Regions from separate parts of the Mus musculus genome. Here region 2 is linked to region 1. Evidence: chromatin contacts called from public Micro-C data. All regions are on one chromosome and are shown on one strand. The core of a region is the stretch at or near the end of the contact, and the rest is flanking DNA. Distances in the headings are between cores, read along the strand shown. Region 1 overlaps Gatb (glutamyl-tRNA(Gln) amidotransferase, subunit B). Region 2 has its middle 31 kb from the start of Fam160a1.

The links. A called contact is a pair of places that touch in the nucleus more often than the background predicts.
Region 2: a Micro-C map of the AtT-20 cell line shows a contact between it and region 1, with 3 times the contacts expected there. The contact joins two enhancer-like sites. A contact is called at or near these places in 5 of 39 promoter capture datasets (the 3T3-L1 cell line, hippocampal neurons and liver), 5 of 484 Hi-C or Micro-C datasets (the AtT-20 cell line, the HL-1 cell line, cerebral cortex and 1 more) and 1 of 9 other capture datasets (pancreatic islet).

What each region holds. Positions count from the first base shown.
Region 1 is chr3:85,581,274-85,584,774 of GRCm38.p6, forward strand. All of the region lies in intron 2 of Gatb (glutamyl-tRNA(Gln) amidotransferase, subunit B), which reads left to right. Gm46809 (a long non-coding RNA gene) reads left to right here. Exons shown (of 2, transcript XR_001783869.2): 1 at 1-2,252; 2 at 2,465-3,501. Among named protein-coding and RNA genes, the nearest start is that of Gm46809, 7.0 kb to the left of the region's middle. Within about 2 kb of position 2,163, at least 9 of the 459 cell types and tissues checked have an H3K27ac peak or open chromatin away from gene starts, as enhancers often do. A contact at or near this core is called in the AtT-20 cell line, where this site is marked.
Region 2 is chr3:85,775,459-85,778,790 of GRCm38.p6, forward strand. It overlaps a transcript of Fam160a1 not described here. Among named protein-coding and RNA genes, the nearest start is that of Fam160a1, 31 kb to the left of the region's middle. Within about 2 kb of position 1,438, at least 27 of the 459 cell types and tissues checked have an H3K27ac peak or open chromatin away from gene starts, as enhancers often do. A contact at or near this core is called in the AtT-20 cell line, where this site is marked.

The sequences.
Region 1 (3,501 bases), core at 913-3,412:
ATCTTTCTCAAAGACAAAACAAATAATGAAATTGAATAATAGAAGAAAATTAGGGACTCAGCCTGGATAGTTCAGTGTCCATGGGTAGAAAGTAGGTGCGAGAAAGCTATCACACAGACAATAACATGCATTTCCTAGAGTCTGAATGGAGAGGGCCTGCCAACCACCCAGTACAATGGATAAAATCGGCCTCAAATGCAGGCATGCCATGAAGTTCATGACCACAGGGACTGAAGAAAGAGAAGATGCTGAAGCCCCTTAGAGAGAGGGAAATGAAGGGAGGGTCAAATGCAAAGGATGTAGTCAGGCAGAAAGCAGACTTCTCAGAAGTGGTACTTACTTCGGGAGGAGAGTAGAACAAAGTCCTAAATATTCTTAGCAGAAAATGAACTATTCTAACTGAGCATTCTGCCCCACCACTATCAACCTGGTGTGCTGTTAGGATAATGGCAGTTTTAAACAGCTTCTTAAGATTTGCCTTCCATTATCCAGGTTCCTGAAGTAAAGAAGAGTTCCAGGTAGCCAGCCCTGCAGCAGCTCCTGCAGGCCCCAGAGAAGAGGAAGGTAGCTTCAGAGAGGACTGGGGAAGATGGGGAGGTGGGAACAGCAGGTGTCTGTAAGTGGGCTCTCCAAGCAGAGTACACACCAAGGACAAGGAAGCAAATGAAAGGCAACTACAAGATGACAGGATGTTCTCCAAAGGGAATAAAGCCACTAAGTCCTTCCGACGAGACCGTATTTAAGAAAGAGTAGAGGCCCCACTCTCTAATTTAACAAACTCTATGACACACCTCAGATATTGGGGAATACAAGAGCAGAACTAAACTTGTATTTACCATAATTGAGAGTCATGTTCTAAACTACTACAGTGACACACACACACACACACACACACACACAGAGAGAGAGAGAGAGATTAAGTGATTCTTTTGGCCATTTATTAGAGGCGCCCACGCTCCCCTTCTCCTTGTCCTAGACCTCTAGTTAGAAACTCTGATTTGTTTTTCTTTTAGAGGAGGGGTGGGAGTGGAGTTGTCATTGTTTGGTTTCCACTATTGTTTTGTTTTTTACATTTTTAATTGGGTAATAAATACATGCTTTAGATTGCCTTGAGACAGACTTCTAGTCACGGGATTCATTCACCAAGGTTTCTTTTTGTTTTACACACAAGATAGAAGTAAGTCACTTTCCTGGAGTGCTTTCCATCTTCTTCCTTTTTTTCTCTCCCAAAGTTCAAGTGATGGAGATCCTTTCTTCTCTCCATCCTCACAACCCTCACCCATATTCAAGCTGTCACATGTGCCTTGGCTCCTGTCCCTTGGCATAGTGAACTGCTGTCCTAGCAGCCTGACTTCACAGATTTTCATGTTACCCAGCTTATTATCAGGGTGGGCATATTCTATTTTTAATAGATATAAAGTAATACAGCATGAATAAGTGCTTATGATATAGTTATATAAAAATACTGGGAAATGTTCCTCTTATTATTCTCTCGTCTTGAAACTCATATCAGTTAATTCTGGAAATGAAGCCCACATCATGGGGCTTCAAGTTCTAAACAAATGCACTGTGTCTTTCATTGTAACAGCTTACCAAGACTGTCCTTCTGCCAGTTTTTAGAAAGGCTTGTCACATGGCAAATGGCCAAGCAGCCTTAGCCTTCACCAGCAGGTGATGGATTTTTCCAAAGGTCTCCTGGCACGGAGTATTATTTAAAAATAGGAAGATAAATACCAGGTGAGACTGCCCAAAGATATGAAGGTGATTGCATCTAGGAACAGAACTGGGAGTTGAGGTTGGGGTTGGGCACCACTGCTTTTCAGTATCAGTTAAAGTATTAAAAATTAAGGCAGTGAATAAAGACAAGTGGGAGGAAGCACCTTTCAAAATCAGATGTCTTCAGAGCACAGGAGGAAAGACCAAGGGCAAGGGGGAGATGTGACTCTCCTCACATAAACACAGATACGTTTTGTGGGTTCAGGCATGGGACATGGAAGAAGCCCTTGTCAGTTTGTCCTCTTTAGCTAACATGCCCTAGCATCTCTCGCTCCTGTCGATGTCAGTGTCTCTGCTCTCTGGCTCTGTGGGTGATAAGCTCAGTCCTTGTGTGCTTGCAGCTGTTCTGCCTTCTCCCTCAGTCTGCAGTGAAAGCGTAGGATTCCATGTTGACATTTATTTCTCCTCAGCACTCTGAAGATGCATTCCCTTTCCTCGGGCATCTGTTACTGCTGATGAGGAGTCTGTGTCTGTAGGTAATTTGTCCTCTCTGGAAGTGTTAGCCAGGATGGTTCCAGGTGTGGGTTTGTTATCATCTGCTCTTCTCTGTGTTCAATGTGATTTTCAACCTGACTGTACCCTGAACTGTAGAGATGTCTCTAGGATGAGTTCATGACAGCTTGTGCCAGGGCCCCATGGTCTTTATTGAATGAAAAGTTTTCTGCATTAATTTCCCAACCTACTACAGCTTAGGTAGTACCAGAGTCCTGCCATGCACTGGAGCCAGATGCAAGGTCAGGGATCTGCCTTTTCAGAGTTGTCTTTCTCCATGACCTGAGGTGGGTGCCTTCTCCATGTCTACTTCCCGCTGGTGACAGGTCTGACTGGACCAGGAGTTTTGGCTCAAAGCTTTCTTCAGGGAGCCACTCAAGATCTTTCCCTTCATGGGCTCAGCATCTTGACTTCTGCTTCAGGGTGTCTTCAGATGCCCACAGCTGGAGTTTTCAGCTGCGTTTACAATAATGATCTACTAACAGAGTGCTTGTTCTGTGGCAGATTAGCTTATTTTAACCTCCTAACAACCCAGTGAGGTAGTTACTATGGTTACCGCAATCAGAAGGTAAGTGAAGAAGCCAGGATTAAAACCCTATAGTGTGGCTTCAGAGCCCATGCCCTTGTCCCAGAGCTACCCTGACACCTGTGTCTGCCTATGGCCTTCATGGCCTTAAACTCACAGCTCAGCTTTGTCCCCAGGTGACTCTTTTTGCAGATGAGCTTGACTATTGTTTGTTAGGTGTGTGCTCATGCATGTATGTGTATTATAAACATCAGTATGTACAAATGCATGTATGTACAAATATAATGTCTTCTTCGCCTTTTCAACCCATGTTTACTGACTATCTGTGCCCTGGCTGCTTCTGTCAAGGTTGCCATCCTGACCTGGCTGCCATAACTGGTTCTGAAGTAGTGACCCTTCTGAATGTTATTTAGGAGCACAGATATTTTATCTTATTATTTTATCTTAGTTTTAGGATTTTATGGAATTCCATTATGAATCTTCAGACTGAAAAGGTCAGTCAGCCCATTTTGCTGCTTATTGGCAGGATTACAGCCAAACGAAGGACAGCATTTTCTGTTTTTATTAGCAGGGGTGCAGCCTCATTTATTATTTTAACCTAGTAAAACTTCCTTCTGTGGTACAGATTGCCCTTAAATTATTAACTAATTATTGGCCTACAGAACTATAAACAGGATCCTAGGTTATTTGCTGTGAGCTGGTTATAT
Region 2 (3,332 bases), core at 188-2,687, 190 kb after region 1:
GCCGAAAGGACCACCTGGTGTATGCTGGGGAGGCTGCAAACCATCTACTGTGAGTGAATGACATATTTAAGACGCTCCATGAAGGGCTGAAGATGTGCCTCAGTGGATAGAGTGCTGGCCTTATAGGCACAGCCTTAAATCAGCCCCCAGCAGCCCCTGAGCCAGGTGGTAGCGTAAGCCTGAAATCCCAGCACTTAAAAGATAAGTGGGGGGCTGGTGAGCTGGCTTGCCAGGTAAGAGCACTGACTGCTCTTTAGAAGGACCTGAGTTCAAACCCCAGCAACCACATGGTGGCTCACAACCATCCGTAATGAGATCTAATACCCTCTTCTGGTGCATCTGAAAACAGCTACAGTGTAGATATAATAATAAATAAATATTTTATTTATTTATTTATTTTTTTTTTGGAAGAAGAAGTAGTAGTAGTTGTTGTTGTTGAGTGGGCAGGTCTCATCCTCAGCAACACAGTGAGTGTAACATCAGACTAAACTACATGAGACTGTGTCCAAAAGGGAAAAAGAACATAATAAAAAATTCCACAATGTACAATTCCAAAGTCCAGAATTGCTAGTATTTTTATGATTTCTATCTTCCTTTGAGTGAAGAAAAAAAATGACAGGAATATTTCCTAAGATAGAAAGGGAGCCACATTTGCTGCTTTTATCTTTGTGATAAATTTTGATGAAGGAAGGAGAGAATAAACACTACCCAGCATCCTTGAAACAACTCCACAAACAACAACCAAACTTAAAAGCAACACTTCCCTCCATATCTCCACCCAAATAATTCAGAAAATGACAGTCAGACTGGCAAGCTCCCAGCCCTGACACATGCCACAATGCCACCTTCTAGTCTGGTCTCTAGCAACATGTCATTTCCCTACAGCACTTTTAGGATGCCTGCCCATTTAGCAGTTATTGTATTGCCTGGCTTATGGCCCAATTTGTTCCATTTCACGCCGCCTAGTTTAAATACGTACGTGAGTTCTGTATTGCAGCAGAATGGCTGATGGGTTTCTCCAAGCACCCTGGATGTGCACCCAATAGCGACCTGCTTCGGTGCCTTCCTCAAATCTGCATGTAGCAGAGAAAGTTTGTTTGCTGTATGTTCAAAGGCAGCAGCAAGCACTCCTGCATAAATCAAACCTGGCGATGGAGACAGGAGTGCTCTAGCAAGCCAAAACGTAATTTATCTCCATTTACTTTTTGTCGGGACCACTACTTAGGCAGGCCTGAGGTCAGTTGTTCCATTAGTTTTTCCTTCAGCATCCAAAAGGACCAGGTTCAAACACATCTGTTGTATGAACAAGATATTTGCCTCTCACTGGGCTTAGGCTGGGAGAAGCATTCTTCACACCCAAAGCCACTGGCTACAAGGAACACCTGACTTAACAGTGCTCGCGCGGGCTGCTGTTCACAGCTGCACAGTGTTTATTCTATGCTCTCGCTGTACGAGGTGTGATGCCTTCCTGGCATCCAATGGCAGGAGCTCAAGGTGGGAAGCAGTGAACCACAAGCTTCAAGGAAAGCTTTTCGGTTTCGTTTTCCTAGGCAACGAACAGAATCCTAATTGTCAAAACTAGTACTCCTTCAGAATCAGAACGTCTCAAGGTTGTTCCCAAACCCTCAGCTAATGGTATTAAACGAAGCAAAAAGAAATACGGCCTATGATGAACAAAGATTTCTTTTACATAAAAATCCACATGTAACTGTTGGGGCTTTTGCAGCTCGTTTCACTCCACCGCACTTGTGTTACGAGGAGAAATGCAACAGCAACAGCAAGAGCTCATTTTCCAGGAGTTGAGAAGTACAGAGGTGAACAGAAAACAGCGGCTTTCAACGGTCGGTGGTGAGTGTGGTTGCTTTACTCTGACATAATTGGTAAAACGGGCCGAGTACCTTTAATTATGTCACAAGATTTTAAACCCTTTACTCTGCAAACAGCTGGTGCCCTTTAAGGAATCCGTACAACTTTTAAGTGAGAAATTTTGATTTGTTGGGAGCATTTCCCCAGGTTATCTTCTCTGCCCAACAGCGCCTCAGTTCAGAGATGGAGCCTAACAGCACCCCTGCATTCCATGGAGCCTGCCTGTCCTGGACTGGATCACAAACCCAGGAGAAGCTCACAGAACATCGTGTAGCATGGTGGCCTTCAAGCCAGGGAGCTGACACTGGAATACTAGCTGGGCCGGAATTCCAGAGTCCTGCCCTTTCTATTGAATGGAGGGGTTCCACAATATGATGACACTTCAGAGTGTGAAAATAAGATAGTCATCAAAATGCAGAGCAAAAGAGATAAAGCTGACCTGCCATTCAAGATGATTCCTATTTATGTCCAGTATTTATTATAGTTTCTCAAACCAGAGAGCCTTGAGCACATGTCAAGAGCTTACCACTTCCAGAGGCACTTCCAGCTGACCTCCCTGTGCCTATCCTCCAGGGCAAGGTTTTCCCTGGAATACTAACTTGTTCATGGTAAGCTTCTCAGAGTCCCACAGTGGCTCCCAACCTCCTGGTAAGCAGGATGTATAGAGCTCTGTCCTGCCCGGTCACTGCCATAGCCCCACATGCCAAAACTCACAGCCAGAGTGGAGTCTGTGCTCTCATTCACCAGCCAAGGTCACATGAACTTCCACTCCAAGGAGACAGGATGGCACGTGTTGCTGCCAAAAAAAAAAAAAAAAAAAAAAAAAAAAAAAAGAGAGAAAAAAGAAAAAAAAAATGGCCCAAGGAAAGCCAAGAAGAGAGACTGTGGATTGGAACATCTGGATAGTATAGTAGTCCTGGCCTTTCTATTATCCTGTCATGAGTAAAACTCTGACAGCCCAGCTCTTCCACTATAAAAAAGAAGTACTAGGTCCTCTCTACTGACATTCAACTCTTTCTCCTTCCCCAACACTTCCAGTAGGAATAATAAAAACACACAGAAGATTAATTAATAGCACTTAAGAAAACATATACTCAGGAAAAAAAAATGTATGGGAAACTAACTGAGTTAACCCAGAAGAGATTGTTCTTGACTTCGCTGGCCCAGTGACAGGAAAGGTGCAGATCAAAAGCTCCAGTTGTGTCACTGAAGTCTGGGTTTATTCGCATGTTACTTGGTATAACTACTAGGAGGTTAAGGCGATCACTCAGCTGGTAATATGCTGAACATTACAAGCATGAGGACCTGAATTCAACCCCCAGGATCCACATTCAAAAAGCTGAGTGAAGTGTTGTGCACTTGTCTCAGCCCTACAGAGGTAGAAAACGGGTGAATCCCCAGTAGCCAGCCAGCCTAGCCTACTTGCTAAGTTCCAGGCCAATGATAGTGTCTCAGTAAAAAAGAAA